Linked DNA regions of Astyanax mexicanus: region 2 is linked to region 1. A link is a contact called in public Hi-C data. All regions are on one chromosome and are shown on one strand. The core of a region is the stretch at or near the end of the contact, and the rest is flanking DNA. Distances in the headings are between cores, read along the strand shown. Region 1 holds the start of cdc34a (cell division cycle 34 homolog (S. cerevisiae) a). Region 2 holds the start of mbd3b (methyl-CpG binding domain protein 3b).

What was found. A called contact is a pair of places that touch in the nucleus more often than the background predicts.
Region 2: a contact with region 1 is called in a Hi-C map of muscle, with 8 times the contacts expected there. The contact joins the promoter of mbd3b here to the promoter of cdc34a in region 1. A contact is called at or near these places in 2 of 3 Hi-C or Micro-C datasets (both in muscle).

What each region holds. Positions count from the first base shown.
Region 1 is chr16:23,558,205-23,562,019 of AstMex3_surface, reverse strand. cdc34a (cell division cycle 34 homolog (S. cerevisiae) a) reads left to right here and starts at 2,179. Exons shown (of 6, transcript XM_049465849.1): 1 at 2,179-3,018. The coding sequence starts at 2,833. ap3d1 (adaptor related protein complex 3 subunit delta 1) reads left to right here. Exons shown (of 33, transcript XM_049465854.1): 33 at 1-623.
Region 2 is chr16:23,758,653-23,762,467 of AstMex3_surface, reverse strand. mbd3b (methyl-CpG binding domain protein 3b) reads right to left here and starts at 2,010. Exons shown (of 7, transcript XM_049465694.1): 1 at 1,872-2,010. The coding sequence starts at 1,885. LOC125782236 (cytochrome b-c1 complex subunit 10-like) reads right to left here. Exons shown (of 3, transcript XM_049465696.1): 3 at 2,981-3,111.

The sequences.
Region 1 (3,815 bases), core at 930-3,429:
AAACTGGGAGAACCAACTGTAACTATTAACAATACTGAAGATTGCTATTTTCTGTGCAGTTGATTTGAAATTTATATCTTGCATGATTAGGAATGTATACTTTTTTTGTTACTTTGTCCAGACATGGACACATGCATACAGAAGCTCCCTACCATTCCTTTATTGTTGTATTTTCTAGTTTTCTTTTATATATAAATATATACAATATATTAAGTTGGCTTCTTCCTGCTACACTTTTGATGGTATAATGTATTTTTATCTGTTAAGAGTACATGCAATGTAAAAGAAAAACAACATCTTGGAATGTTTTTTTAAATTTAAGTTTTGCATTAAATTATATCATTAGACGGGCAGGTTTCATTGGTGTTGAAGACACTGAGGTTGGGATGTGTTCACAAAACGATGTGTGGCAGCTCAAGTGAAGCAACCCACCATCTATCTCCCAAAGGATTTCACCCTGGCAAACTGTAGTGCAGATCTTGCTGGATTTTGCTTGTATCATTCAATGTACTCTCAATGCTCTTTATTTGAAGGTACTGTCTGACTCCTTCACTATGTATTTTCTGACCGTATGATGTAATATAATGTTTCAAGAATAAACGACTGAAGAGAATGACCAATGATTTGCTTTCTAAGTTCCCTTTAATTAAGAGCTCCACCTAAAAGAATTATGAGAACCTTAGGCTGCTGTAGTCTTCTTTTGTGTGTGAAGATGGTGTACCAATAAATTCCCACTTCTGAATTATGCATATCCTTTTAATTTGTGTTTTGTCCATGGTCTCCAAATCTAATTTATCAGTGAAGTACTTGATAGTACAGTAAAGGACTACAGTGTATTTTTTTTTTTTTTTTTTTTTGTCACCGTCATGTGTGACCTAGTTTGGGAGTGAGAGTGGTGATGATTGATTTATTGCCTGTAATTCATGGCTTTCTTAGTGGTATATTAACTTCAGTCATTAAAGTTCCTCTTTGGTTTATCTCAAGTTGACAACTGACTGTGGTAAAGTTAATGTTTTAGATACATATTTTTAGTCATTTAGAAAATTATATTTATTTGTAACTGGATTTTGGAGAACCTGTCTACTGTTCACATAGAGAGTGCACTCAGATATTTTAATATCTGATTTATATTACACATATAATATTAAACACTGATGTTTTGCTCAATAATAGTAAATTAAAGTATACAAATTGTCAACAAATACACATGGAAGTTTAGCTGAACAAAATGTAATTTTAAAATGTTTAAATTCTGTGCCATTTGTTACTTAAGTGTGGTACTTTTTTGTTATACTTTAGGGCCATATTGAAATTAATGTTTTGTCATATGGCCGAGAATATTAGCTCAAAAATACCCTGAAATATTGTGATATATTATTTTAGGGTCATATTACCCACCCCTTAAATATATAGTAGGGCTGTCAACATTAATGCATTATTGCATGCAGTTAATTTGAAAATTTTAACACATTATTTATGTATTGTATTTGACACATTTTTTAGACAAAATCATGTTTCAAAAATGACAGAGCCTGGTGATGGATTAGCAATTTTTTTTTTGCAATATAATACAGCAACGCTTACTGTCAGGTTTAGAAAGGGGATTACTTTTTATTTATGCTTTTAGTTTATGCTCTTTCTCTCTCACACACTCACATGATAATGCGAACACACACCCAATGCATTTCCTCTTTCCACCCTATTTATTTTGAAATATGAAGCTACACCAGCAATTATTTTCTCCATTAAAACTCTCAGTAACTAAGCACATTACAATATTTATTCACATTCACATACCTATTATAAATATATAATGGGTAAAAGAAAGTGCACAAAAATAAATTATAAATAATGTGTTGAAATTTACAGATTAACTGCATGTGATAACGCGTTAATGTTGACAGCCTTAATATAGTGTGACACTAAAATACACACAATATTTTAAGGTATTTTTATGCTAACAATATTCTTTGTGATAAGATAAAAACATTAATTTAATGAATTATACATTAATATATATATATATATATATATATATATATATATATATATATATATATATATATATATATATATATATATTTAAAGAAGTCATAAATAAGCCAAACATATGCTAAATATGTCACAGCTAACTAGCTAGCTAACTACCCTAGCTAGCTAGTTTGATTCAGTTGAATCGGGCGAATGAATCGTTTTGACCGATTTATTGAGAAGAACCGGTTCATAAGAACGATTCGTTCAGGAATCGAACATCGCTGGTAGAGAAGTGAGAGAACCGTTGGAGCGGATTTATCGTTACTGGGTGGCTGTGCTGTGCTGTGTTTTGCGGTGTTGTGCTAGCTGCTCCGCGGGAAACTGCTTAAATTATCGACTCTTGTGACTTTAAAAGTTGTGGTATATATATCTAAATATAGGGGGGTTTGAGATAACTGTGTGAACCGGACGCGGAGGGGTAGAAAATCACTCAAAAGCCCCACAAGCCTCCTGACGCTAACTAACTCTCCACTGAATCCTGAAGAGGCGCTGCTAGCCTCCGCTGCTGCTGCTGGTGTTAGCCCCGGACTGTGAGCTGGCTTTAGCCGTGGCTGGTGGGACCTGGTTGGGGTTTGTTGTGAATATCTGTGGGGGACTAAAGTGTTAAATACGCAGAGTAACGAGCTGAGTTATAACTTAACTGAACTCTCCTCTAAAACGAGTCCCGAACAGCTTGCTAGGCTAACGCTGCTGCTAGCCCGCGTTTGTTTTACAGAAGTTGGGTCAGGAGCGCAGCTAGCTGTAGTTGTTTATTATTGTAAACGGAGACTCGGGCGGTTCGGGGGTTTCGGGCGGAATATGGCTCAGCATGGGCAGCATCATGTCGCGAGTTCACAGAAGGCTTTAATGCTGGAGCTGAAAAGTCTTCAGGACGAGCCCGTCGAAGGCTTCAGAATAACTTTGGTGGACGAGTCTGACTTGTACAACTGGGAAGTGGCGATTTTTGGACCTCCTAATACACATTACGAGGGCGGCTATTTTAAGGTGGGTTTACACTTCTTCAATGTTCTTCTGTTTAAAATCTTTTTAGATCTTTTTAGATAACCTATATTTCTTTATGAACGCTCATAAAGTCTGTTTGCCTCTTTTGTCACAACCTTCCTCTTTAGATGGCCTAGCTAGTTAAACTAGCTAAACAAAGCATCTGCTTTTATTTAAAAGCTTGATTACATTCAGAGCTAAATATATACAACAGTTACAGCTCTGGAAAACAGCTCTCAATCAGTTTCTCTGATTTTGCTGTTTATAGGTATATGTTTGAGTAAAATGAACTGTGTTGTTTTATTCTATAAACTACGAACAACATTTCTCCCAAATTCCGAATAAAAATATTGTCATTTAGAGAATTTATTTGCAGAAAATGAAAAATGGCTGAAATAGAATAGATGCAGAGCCTTTAAACCTCAAATAATACGAAAAAAACAAGTTCATATTCACAAAGTTTTAAGAGTGCAAAAATCAATATTTGATGGAATAACCCTGTTTTTTAATCACAGTTTTTATGCATCTTGGCATGTTCCCTTCCACCAGTCTTACACACTGCTTTTGGATAACTTTATGCTACTCCTGGTGCAAAACTTCAGCTTGGTTTGGTGATCATCCATCCTCCCCTTGATTATATTCCAAAGGTTTTCAATTTGGTAAAATAATATAAAAAAAAAAAAACTTATAATTTTAAAGTTGTCTCTTATTTTTTCCAGAGCTGTATATAACCTATATAGGTTAGTGTCGTGCGTTATTTCACGACTCTTCTAGGCCTCCCAGAAAGGGAAGCCTGGGCT
Region 2 (3,815 bases), core at 761-3,260, 200 kb before region 1:
CGGTTCATTTGAATGAATTGGTAGAATCGATTCCCAGCACTCGACTGAATCTGTTTTGTTTAAAGTATTAAACTTTAAATAAGACACACATGCTATTTTTTAACTATTATTTGTGGGTGGTATATCGTATATCCAAATTGTTGCGATGAAATAATTACTGTCATTTTAAGAGAATCAAATGCCACTGACACAATAACAGAATATCATAAAAAAGCAATTCCACCTATTTACAGACAACACAAATTTATTTCAAATTATATATTTTTTTTTTATTCCCCTACTGCAGTCCACACTATCTGTATGGAGTCGCAGTTATTAAAGCATTGGTAATCATTGCATGACTGGTTAAAATACAGGTTAAATGTTATAAATGAACAAATATAAGTAAACACAATAAGATATTATTGAGGTCATGTCCATTTACTGTAGGGAAAAGTCACTAATGTCATTATCGTGACAAGCATAATCATTACTGTCTAATAGAAAACAAGTATCTCCATTTTGAACACACAAACTGTCCTTTACACTGTCAAACTTTCCTGATGAATGGAGCAATAGACATTCAAGTTACCTGAAATAAACTCTTTATATAATGTGTGAGAAAAGAGTACATTTAATTCAATGAAATCATACAGGAAAGTGTAATGTGAAAAATAAAATAACTAAATATCTGTAAATATTACCAGATTGTACAAATGTTGGTCTTTTCACTTTTTACTAATGCTGATATTTTTTCAACACTTTTAGCCCAATCTCTTTTATTAATAGAACAACGTTTATAGAAAAAAGGCTTTTGTAGCTAAAGTCTCCGATACCAAATGACCGGCTAAATCGGCTGGTTAAAACGGGCAGTTCAAATTAATCGGATAGCAGCACTGAATCGGAGAGCTCATCGCCGCTCTGTGGACACGTTTCTTTTGTCGCTAATCGCAAATCGCTCCGCCGTGACCGGAGCCGTATCACGCTGCCCGGCGCTGAGGCCGCTGAAAGATCCATCCGCTCGGAAAAAAATAAACACACATACAGTGACACGGGAAACCTGTGCAGATAAACCGTATTAAACACCCCTTCAGCACCGACGCTCACACACTTACACACGAGCTGGTGCATCGGCGCTCCTAGTACTATAACATCATAGTTATATCTGGGAGGGTGAAATTAGGTATGAATCAAATAAGAACAGGTAAATCGGCGTCAACGGAAAGTTTATCATATTTAAATGTTAATGTTACCAGTCTTCTCCTGCATAAATACACTAACCTACTGCTTGAGAAAGGGGGCGGAAAAGCAGCGGTTTAGTCTAAAAATAAACTAAACTGAATATTTAGCGCTCTAGTTAGTTGGTTAGCTAGTTACATAGCAAGCCTAGCTAAATAAAACCTTAAGAAAATCAGTGGTTTCACAGAGCTGAGTTAGCTAACGCTAGCTAACATTAGCCGCGTACCACAGGGTGCTTTTAAAAATGACATGCCTGCTATTTAGCTGCAGCTAGCTTTGCTAAGCTAGGTAATCTACTAAAAACACAAAATTGCACAGACCAAGCGGTAAATTAGCTCGTTTTAAAATCTCATCTTAAATGTTATTTTATTAAGAGTGGCTATCCAGCGATTCTCTATTGTGCAGACCAAAGGATCCGGCGAGCTAGCCTGCTAACGCTAGTTAGCCTTTTACTCGAATGAATAGAGAAAGCTCCACTGCGGAAAGCTTTATTTGTGTAGATTTTTTTGCACAAAAAACAGATCTGCTGCGGTTAAGTATTGAAAAAAAAACCTCCACCTGGATTATGCGCTCCTGGCAGCGCGCAAACAAACCGCTGTTTTGTGACTCCATTAGGCGAGTGTTTAATTTGAGATCTTAAATGAGCTACTTACTCGTTTTTCTCCATCTTGCATGCTGTTTGGCTGTCTCCTGGTGAATGTTAAATCCCCTCTTCTCTGCACTTTCACTCCCCTCCCCCTGCAACCAGGAGAATGAAAGACATAATGCGCGCTACAGGGGGAATGGGGCTCTCTGTGAAGGCAGGGAACACAATGAGAACATACCCTTTATACTTACAATAAAAACATATAACCTACAGTAGTTTTCCTCATTATTAAGTAATTTTCTGTCTCATTATTTTAGGAACATAAGTGGTTAGTGGAAGATGTTTTTTTTTGTTTTTTTACAAAAAACAACATATAATAATATTTTAGTATTTAAAAAATATATAACTTAGCATCTCAAAATAACTTAGTTTCTTAAAATAATGACTTAGTATCTCAAAATAACAGTATCTTAAAATAGACAGCATCTCAAAATAACTTAAGTTTCTTAAAATGACTTAGTTTCTCAAAATTAATAGTTTCTCAAAATAGATAGCATTTCAAAATATAACAACTCAAAAATAGATAGTATTTCAAAATAACTTGGTATCTCAAAATGACTTAGTATCTCAAAGCAGATAGCATTTCAAAATAATAACTTAGTATCTCAAAATAACAGTATCTTAAAATATATAGTATCTCAAAATAATAACTTGGTTTCTTAAAATAACAACTTAGTTTCTCAAAATAGCATCAAAATAATAACATAGTATCTCAAATAATGACTCAAATAATAAAATAGCAATTTACGTAATGAGGAAAAAAATATGTGCTGTTTTTTAGGTGGCAGAAATGGGGTTCCATACTGTGTCTCTTTTATAACCACAGATTTCTTGGTATACAGGTTTCCATAGTTACACTAACCTGATTTGACCTATCACATATCATGTGAAACAAACAAAAAAAAAACAGAAAAATGAATGAATGAATGAACAGTAAATGAATTTCAGAATGTAAAGGTTTACATTTATATCTGTATTGATCATATACAGTTTTCAGGCATAGCAGATCCGAAAATGATCCCAAAGTGCAGTGTTCTCTCACTGAATTAAAGTCCAGGCAATATAAATATCCCCCTCTGATCTTAGTACTTCCAAAAATGATCAAGCTTTATAACATGCAATGGGTAAACACATTTATTCATCTTAACAAACAGAAATATACATTGTTCATTTTACAGGTTCAGACAGACTGTGCCAGGGCACTGTATTCCACTCTCCATCCCACAGGCCATTCTCAGGTCGCAGCCCTGTGCAAACAGACAGGCAATTCATTGGCCCTGACAGCCAAACTCAAACAGCACAAATCAGAATATGAAGAGCAGGGCACAACCTAACATGGACTATACAGTTCAAAAGAGCTTTGTAGTAAAACATGCTTTTGGTCACCCTTTTGTTTTTCTATTACATAACCAAGACATTTTGATCAGGTTTTTCTCATGATTTACCCTAGATATAATTTAATTTAATTAATCAATGAATGCTGTTCTGCATTAAATGAAAAATGCAGCACTATCAAATACTGTTAAACAATTTGGCACAGTATGTTTTCTAATTGGGTTTTTGATAAATTATGTATTTTCTTGTATTTAGGCAGAAAAGATATTCTTGCTCAAACAACACAGGGTTGTATTGAAGCAACTGTTCATTCATTTAACAGCCTTTTAACAACTGCCTGCAACTAGCCCCTCCAATCACTTGTAACAGAAATAATATATTGGGATGTGCCCTGTTCTCCCTTACAAAGCATACGTAAAAAAGAAAAAAAAAGGTTATAATACATATTTAGGTTTATTAAAAAATTGTCATGCAAGCTACAGACATGGTGCAGTTCCAGTAAAAATTAACTACTTTAACTAGAGACCTACAATGTAAATATAATTAGCAAACTACTTCACATTTAGCACTGAATTAATTAATTAGTGCTACAACAATTTAACACTGCAATTAGTAA